Regions from separate parts of the Anas platyrhynchos genome. Here region 1 is linked to region 2. Evidence: chromatin contacts called from public Hi-C data. All regions are on one chromosome and are shown on one strand. The core of a region is the stretch at or near the end of the contact, and the rest is flanking DNA. Distances in the headings are between cores, read along the strand shown. Region 1 has its middle 24 kb from the start of PHLPP1. Region 2 overlaps PHLPP1 (PH domain and leucine rich repeat protein phosphatase 1).

The links. Hi-C and Micro-C count contacts between places; a contact is called where the count stands out from the background.
Region 1: a Hi-C map of subcutaneous adipose tissue shows a contact between it and region 2, with 4 times the contacts expected there. The contact joins two enhancer-like sites. A contact is called at or near these places in 5 of 8 Hi-C or Micro-C datasets (F1 follicle, liver, skeletal muscle and 1 more).

The regions. Positions count from the first base shown.
Region 1 is chr2:79,932,612-79,936,240 of IASCAAS_PekinDuck_T2T, forward strand. No RefSeq gene overlaps it. Among named protein-coding and RNA genes, the nearest start is that of PHLPP1, 24 kb to the left of the region's middle. Within about 2 kb of position 2,045, at least 3 of the 8 cell types and tissues checked have an H3K27ac peak or open chromatin away from gene starts, as enhancers often do. A contact at or near this core is called in subcutaneous adipose tissue, where this site is marked.
Region 2 is chr2:79,779,307-79,782,617 of IASCAAS_PekinDuck_T2T, forward strand. PHLPP1 (PH domain and leucine rich repeat protein phosphatase 1) reads right to left here. Exons shown (of 17, transcript XM_005021068.6): 17 at 2,297-3,311. The coding sequence ends at 3,249. Among named protein-coding and RNA genes, the nearest start is that of PHLPP1, 130 kb to the right of the region's middle. Within about 2 kb of position 1,650, at least 1 of the 8 cell types and tissues checked has an H3K27ac peak or open chromatin away from gene starts, as enhancers often do. A contact at or near this core is called in subcutaneous adipose tissue, where this site is marked.

The DNA.
Region 1 (3,629 bases), core at 795-3,294, 150 kb after region 2:
GCAGGTTACTTTATTTTGGGTTAGCAAGTTTTCAGCACTGTTGTCTGGAATTTTTGCATACCATTGATTAAAGCATTTCAAATGGCCCTCTATTATGTACATGTTTCCAGTAGGCGTGTAGAAGAAATGCTAAGAGGAAAATCAGGGCATGAGAAAGATGGGAAAAAGAAAAAAAAAAAAGCTAGCACATTAATGAAAATGGAAAACACATCAAAGGAAAACACCATAAAGGGTGCGTTAGCTAGCTGACAACTCTGGGTAGCCTTAAGAATGGTGAAGGGCATAGTATTTTAAATGTATTATTACAGTCTATTCTGTTATTATGCAGTCCGCGTAAATTAGCCCTATGTAGGCTGCAGGAAGCTCCCATTTCCCCTGTTGCGTGTGTGAGATGGTCAGCTGCTCTATGATTAAGTGCAGAAGTCATTTGTGTCTGTACCAAACAGATGCAATCACTTCTTCGTTCTTTGCCACAAACTGGATCTGAGCTAAGAGATCTGGTGAAATCATCTCATCTCAAGCACACCCCAATGCCCGCTGGTATTCTCTTGCTGTTGCTTTCCCCTCCCCTCCTCACACATTACCAATCGTTTCATTCAACATTTTTATTTCATAACACTTGCTTGACAGAGACCAAGGTTTCCTGGTCTGCACGCTCAGTTTGAAATACCTGGAGTTCATTTCAACATGCACCTCAGAGCTGATCTGGCCTTTAAGGAGCAACTAAAGTCTCGTGTCAAGTTTCCATCCAGAAGTCTTGCCACTGCTAAGCTGTCCACTCGCGAGCTGGGGCATGTGCATATCCTGTAAAAAAAAACACTTTAAAAAAGGGGGAATAAGGTGTTTTGACAGCAAGAAAATTTTGTTTTACTGACTACTCTATTTAGACGCCTCATGAGTTTCAAAACTTCATTTCAGTTAAACAATAAAAAAATCCAAAGCTCTTGAAAGTGCCATTCATTTTCAACCCATCGGTGGTGTAAAATACGACTATTATGATGTAAACATAATATTTTGTTATGTAAAATACTATTGTTTTCTTCCTAAGAAGTCCCTACCGAGTATTTTTAAACTTAGAGCAGCAATCCCCATTTTTCATCAATCACACCAATCAGCATCTTTTGACTTAATTCTTAACTTTATATCAGTGATCAACATCCTCTATCCCTATAAAACAATATACATTAGTAATCAATAAAAAACTGTGATTTTAAATCAAACAGGAGAGTTGTAAAATGGATGTACTAATACATCCATAATGGATGTCTCCTGAGCATGAGACACTCCAGACAAGTATATAATTTGAAATTAAATACTGTATTGTGGATCTTCAGACTGTGTATAGAAGACGTAAATGAGATTAATTATCCTGAAAGACAGCCAGACTCCCTCAGGAATCATTCTAGTTTGCAAACAAGCTACATGGACTTAAAAGATTTCAGTGAAGATACAGCTTTCACACTTGGCTGCAATTCTCTGGGTTTTCAATACCATCTATGAGACCTGGTCTATTTTAGCTCTAGGTAGATAACGCTTCAGACATGCTTTCAGCATGCTTATTTTGTTGAGACAACAATGACTATGTGCTTCGTGCTAGAAAACACATGAACATGAGACAACCCTATGGAAAGCGATGTAACAAAAATCACAAGTCAAGGAAATCCCCAGAATAAGCTTACTTTCATGGCGCAAAGATGTCAAAACCGAGCGAAACCGAAGCATCTTACATGGTGTCTCAGAAGCACAAGCACATTCAGCTGGTGGAGTTATGCTGCCACCTATTGTGAAGATGAACTCAAGAGATTCACTTCATTTCGCCAGGACAGCATATATGCAAGAAGTACTGCCTCTCCCTCATCAAAAATACTTTTTTTCCTAAATATCCGCTACTGATCATCGCTGGAGACAGGATGCAGGCACAGGTGAACTTTCGGTCAGACCAAATATAGCTGCTCAGAGGTTTTGACCTCTAGCCTACTCCAATACTCAGTCTAAAGACCGAGGAACTGGCCTGTCTGCAGCTGTTAGCTCAAAGCTGGGATCAGAGCTGGAGCTCTGCTCCTTTGCCCTGAGCAGCGACTGAGACACACAACAGCTAAGCACGGAGGTACCGCTCTCTCCCTGCAGCGACGCTTTGACATTTGTTTTTCCTTTCTCCCTTAAAAGACGACCAGAGCCTGTCGCTTAGTGCTGGGAGCCTGTCCAAGTTACCGAGCCCTAGCCCGAGTCCACAGGACGGTAACCTCAGTGCGATTCCCACAAAGCGACTCTCCTTTCAACAAGCTCATGGAGCGAAGACACAAGGTCCAAACCAGACAGATTGCATCTGCCTACAGCACCAGAAGACCCCAGCAGTAGGGTTTGGGCTCCCAGGGTTTATACAACAAAAGGCGGCCTGACTAGGTGCTTCAGGCACCTCCTCCTCCTGGCGAGCACAAGCGCGGTACACAACCTTTATACATACTGTGCCAAATTCTGTGTGTACCGTGCCCAATTCCAGCACCTGTAATTATCGATGGCACTTCCACTTCTCTGCGGTTCAATTAACGTGGCACTGGTCTCGTTCTGCAGCTCGCAGTACGCGTTTTTGCACCTTTTGCTGTTCCATCTGCCTCGGCATGATGCATACAGCCTCTCTTTCCGAACAAGAGCTCCTTCACCCCCTCAATGGCACCAGCCAAGTCAAGACCGAGGCATTAGGTCATCACCCTAATGTCACTTCGCTGGGAAAACTAGGTCATCTGTTCGCTCATAAGCCAGCTATGTGCACCGACGCACTCGCTCCCTGATCCTCGTCTCGCCAGCCCTGTCCGTGCCCTGCTCATTGTTAATTTTTCCGCCCAGCTTTGGGGACAAACGCCACGCTTTTTGCAAGCCCTGCAAACTGTGAGCAACGCAAAACCCGCGAGTCGCTCCTGGACAGCCTGAACAGCAGCCAGGGCCAGCTGCTTCGGGGCACTCAACTGCTTCCAAGCCACCGAATGGCAGAATCCCTGCAGCTGTAGCTAAACCTGATTGCCCAGGTGAGAGCAGGAGGGGCAGAGAGGACAGCTGGGTGAGAGCATGGTCAGGAGCAGAGTAACGAGGCATTTCATACTGCCTGCAGTGCCAGAGGGCAAGCATTTTTAGATGCTTGGGTTGATAGGTGTGCCTGGGTCTGTTAGTCAGGATTGCTCGCAGCATAAACAGACTGTGCCATTCGGGCACAGGGAGCATCAGCACCTCTGATGGCACGATAAGCAGCAGATCCCTTTTTCAAAGCTGTATGGGTAACTCACAGATTCCTCAGACATGAGCACGCGCTCCAGGGAGGGATATGAGATGAGATCCATAATGATGGTTGCATGATACCTCCTTAAAATACCTGCTATTATGCAAGTTGCCCAAGGAAAAAAGGTTGGGTTCATGGGCAACTTTGAGCCTTCTCATGTCGGCTGGTTTCTCATGAAGTAGGTTGCGCCGGGTAGTAAGCTGGGATAAAGATCTAAGACAGTCTGTGGTCCTCAGCGCGGCAGATAAGCTGCTGCTAAGCACTAGGAATTAGAAGCCCTGGCTGCAGAGTAGAGGGAAGGGAAGGTGACAGAGTAATGATTACCCTCCTCTTTTTCAGTACTACTTGAGCACATTCA
Region 2 (3,311 bases), core at 400-2,899:
TGCAGCAGCACCGTGACAGCATCCTGGTAATGAGGGAGATGAGCTACACGGATATTTGGCTCATTCTAAAAGCAATAAGCCACAGGAAGGCAGCAACACTACAGCACTGGTTACCAATGAGGAGGTTGTGCCATGCTCTGAATGCACAAGCAGAATGCCAATGGGTTGCTCATGCACAGCAAAATGCATTATGTAAGAGCACTATGGCAGAAAGCAAGGTAAAAAAAAGCTTTTATGCCACCAAAAAGGCTTGCATTCAAGCAGCTGAGTTACTCCTCAGTCCCATCCTAGCTTCCTATTTGAAGTTATCTTCCAGGAAACAATGTAAATGCGTTCATTTTCTGCCACCAGCTATCTACCTCCTCCTGTTCATGCATTTCTGCTAGTCGCAGATATGGCTATCAGCAAGTTTCAAAGGACATGAAAGGTTGGATTATAAAGGTAGGGTGGCTCTTTTCTTTTTTTTCTTCAGTTGAAAGCTTTCCTTTCCTTTTAGTCCCCAACCTTTGCCCCTGCTACAGCTGCCAAATTCTGCGAACAAATCCACGTCTTTTTGAGTCAGATAGTTCCTTGTTGGGCAAAATAGTGTAAAATATACCATGCACTTAATCATAAACTCATGTTTGATAGTAATGCACCAAAATGAAGTCAATGACTTTAGCTTCAGTCCTCACAAAATAAGAGCATGCTAACGCCCTTTGTGAAAGGACAGAGATGTCCAGAAAAGTCACGAGTTGCAAAAACTGTACCTTGCTTTCCAAGTCCCAGTTTAAAGCCAGAACAAAATAACCTTTACCCTTGGTTTAAAAATAAATGCTAACCTTTCTAAAGACGCTCCCAGCCAGTCAACCTACCGATCCAGTTCAGTACGCTATGGAGAGTCCAGGAGGGGGAACAAAATTCTTTATGAAGCCCGTCCATGTGCATGTATTCCTCTTCAAACAAGGAAGGGGTACAGCAGGGAGTGAGAAATCTCAGTAATTTCTCTGCAAGGGGACAAACTTTAGCTCACATGACATGATGCCCCAGAAGCACCACAAATTCAGTGTACCAGAGGCATGTTAGTATGAATTAAGACACAGCTGCAGCAAGATTACTCCTCTACTAGCAGGGTGCTACACAGAAAAATTTCCAGCTTGCTCAGGAAACCCTAAACTTGTAATCACTTGCCTAGGCCATGGTGGTATCCATGCTAATTATCACCTTCAGTCTAAAAAACAACTGAAAAGACCGAAAAAAGCACTTTCCATGGACACCAAGGAAAAAGGAATCATTCAATAAAATTAGAAATACAGAAACTGTTACTAAAGAACACCTGAGTCACTTGCAAATATAACATTTTTTTCTCTGCATTTAATGAGTTTTTAAGAAAGTATTTTGAAGCTCAAATTACAATACAATCTTCTACAGCTCTATAGTAGGCAGTACTGTAAGTATTTATCAAACCATGTATTTTTGTGTTTGTTCCTCTGCTGTTATTGTTTCAGAAGAATCTCAGCACCTCCTATCAATGACAATCCTGCTCTGGCTTGGCTGTTGCATCCTGGAACAGAGTAAGGACAACTGCCTGTTACCATAGCCCGCCCCCAAAATACAGACCAAATGTTATGAAGGAACAGGACACTGTGGTAATCAGGCACTAATTCAGCTTTTTAGAGACCGACAAGGAAAATGAAGCAATTGGTTGGAGGCAATACTGAGAAAGGGCGTGGGTCCCTTCCCAGAGGAAGGAGCAAAACACACCCTTCTGCTACCAAAGTCAAGCTGCCATCAAGCTCATGTTTGTTTAACATGTTCAACCACGTCTTAGTTTATGTAGGTAGCTTTGAGTTCACTTTTCCACCTTCTCTTTACCTTTTTCCTCTTCTGTCCAAACCCAATGTTTTCCTCCTCCCTTTTGTCAGCCCACATCATCCCCTCATCATTTCTACCCTCAGCCACTCGGTCCCAGTGGCAGAGTCAGAGCACCGCTCCTCTTCAATCTTCTGGCATTGTCAATACCACGGTGAAGGGCAAATCAATAATAGTGCTGAATTCATACCAAGAAAGAAAAGAAGTATGTTAATTCCTCGGTGTTTAGCATCTTTTAAAGAGCATTTGATATTTGGAGCAACTGTTGGGTGAACTGCTTACTAAAAATTCTAGGAGTACACGTGAGCTTCTGCAGTTACTGTAAAAATGCGCACCAAGTTGAAAAAGTTTTAACACTTTGCTGCTTAAGCAGACTGCAGCACGCTGATGAACCACAGCAAGCTGTTTGAAAGCTGCTGCTCAGCTAGTCAGACAAAAGCAGACGCTGTTTGTAAATTTCATATTTATTATAACAAAAATTATGACATGTTCATTTGTGCATTCGGCTTTAATATAACTCTTGGTATGTAAATGTTCTACAGCAAATGAGCTCTATACAATCATGCTGGTTGTGGCAGCAATAAGGAACACAAATAAAACATGTCTGCAAAAGTAAGGAAAGAAAGAGACCAGAGGAAAAAGTGGGTTTCTTTCAATGGCCTATACCACCTAAACTCTAGCTAACTTGTACGCAGTCACTCAGTCCGTTATGTTTAATGACCATGGCCCAAAGAGTTGCTTAAGAAAAAGGTCAGTTTTTCAGGTTGTGTCCTTAATGCCAAGGCTACAAAACATGTAAGCATCACTATACAACACTGAGCTATTTACAGTAGTTTCCCAATCAACTGTTCTCTCAGAGAAAATTAGTGAGTCTCAGTGACTTAAGTCACCTGAAAGAGTAAAGCAACTCCTAGGAGTTAGTCTCCATATTCTACAAATGTCTATCATTTTCAAGACCAAAAAAAGCCTTTTCTCTCAAAGAAATACAGTATTACAATATTACTTAAATCATTTAGCACTGGCTACTGCCCTGCTTTTCAAACAAAACAAACAAGCCATTTTAAAAAATATTACATCATCATCTGTTTCTCAGCAATATATTAAACCTTTTTATTATTTTTATTATTTTTTGTTTTTGTTTTTTTTGTTTTTACACTTGATATGTTAAGGGAATATTAACTATTTTAAACTTTACTGGTAAAGCGTCTCTAGAAGAAAAGTCCATGAATATTAAACCTAAGAAAACTGAAAAGCCGCAGTTATCTGTAGTGGCAGGATACGGAAGAGGAAGTGTATAAAGGAAAAGGAGAAGGAAAACCCCTGCTGTAGCGTGAGCCCACTGGGTCCCGCACTCAAGTCTCCTTGTTTGTTAGTTGAACTGCGAGCAGTAGAGTGGGTCATAGTGGTGTATCGTAATAGTCTGCCAGGTGGTCCATCTGATACTGCCGCTGCTGCTGCTG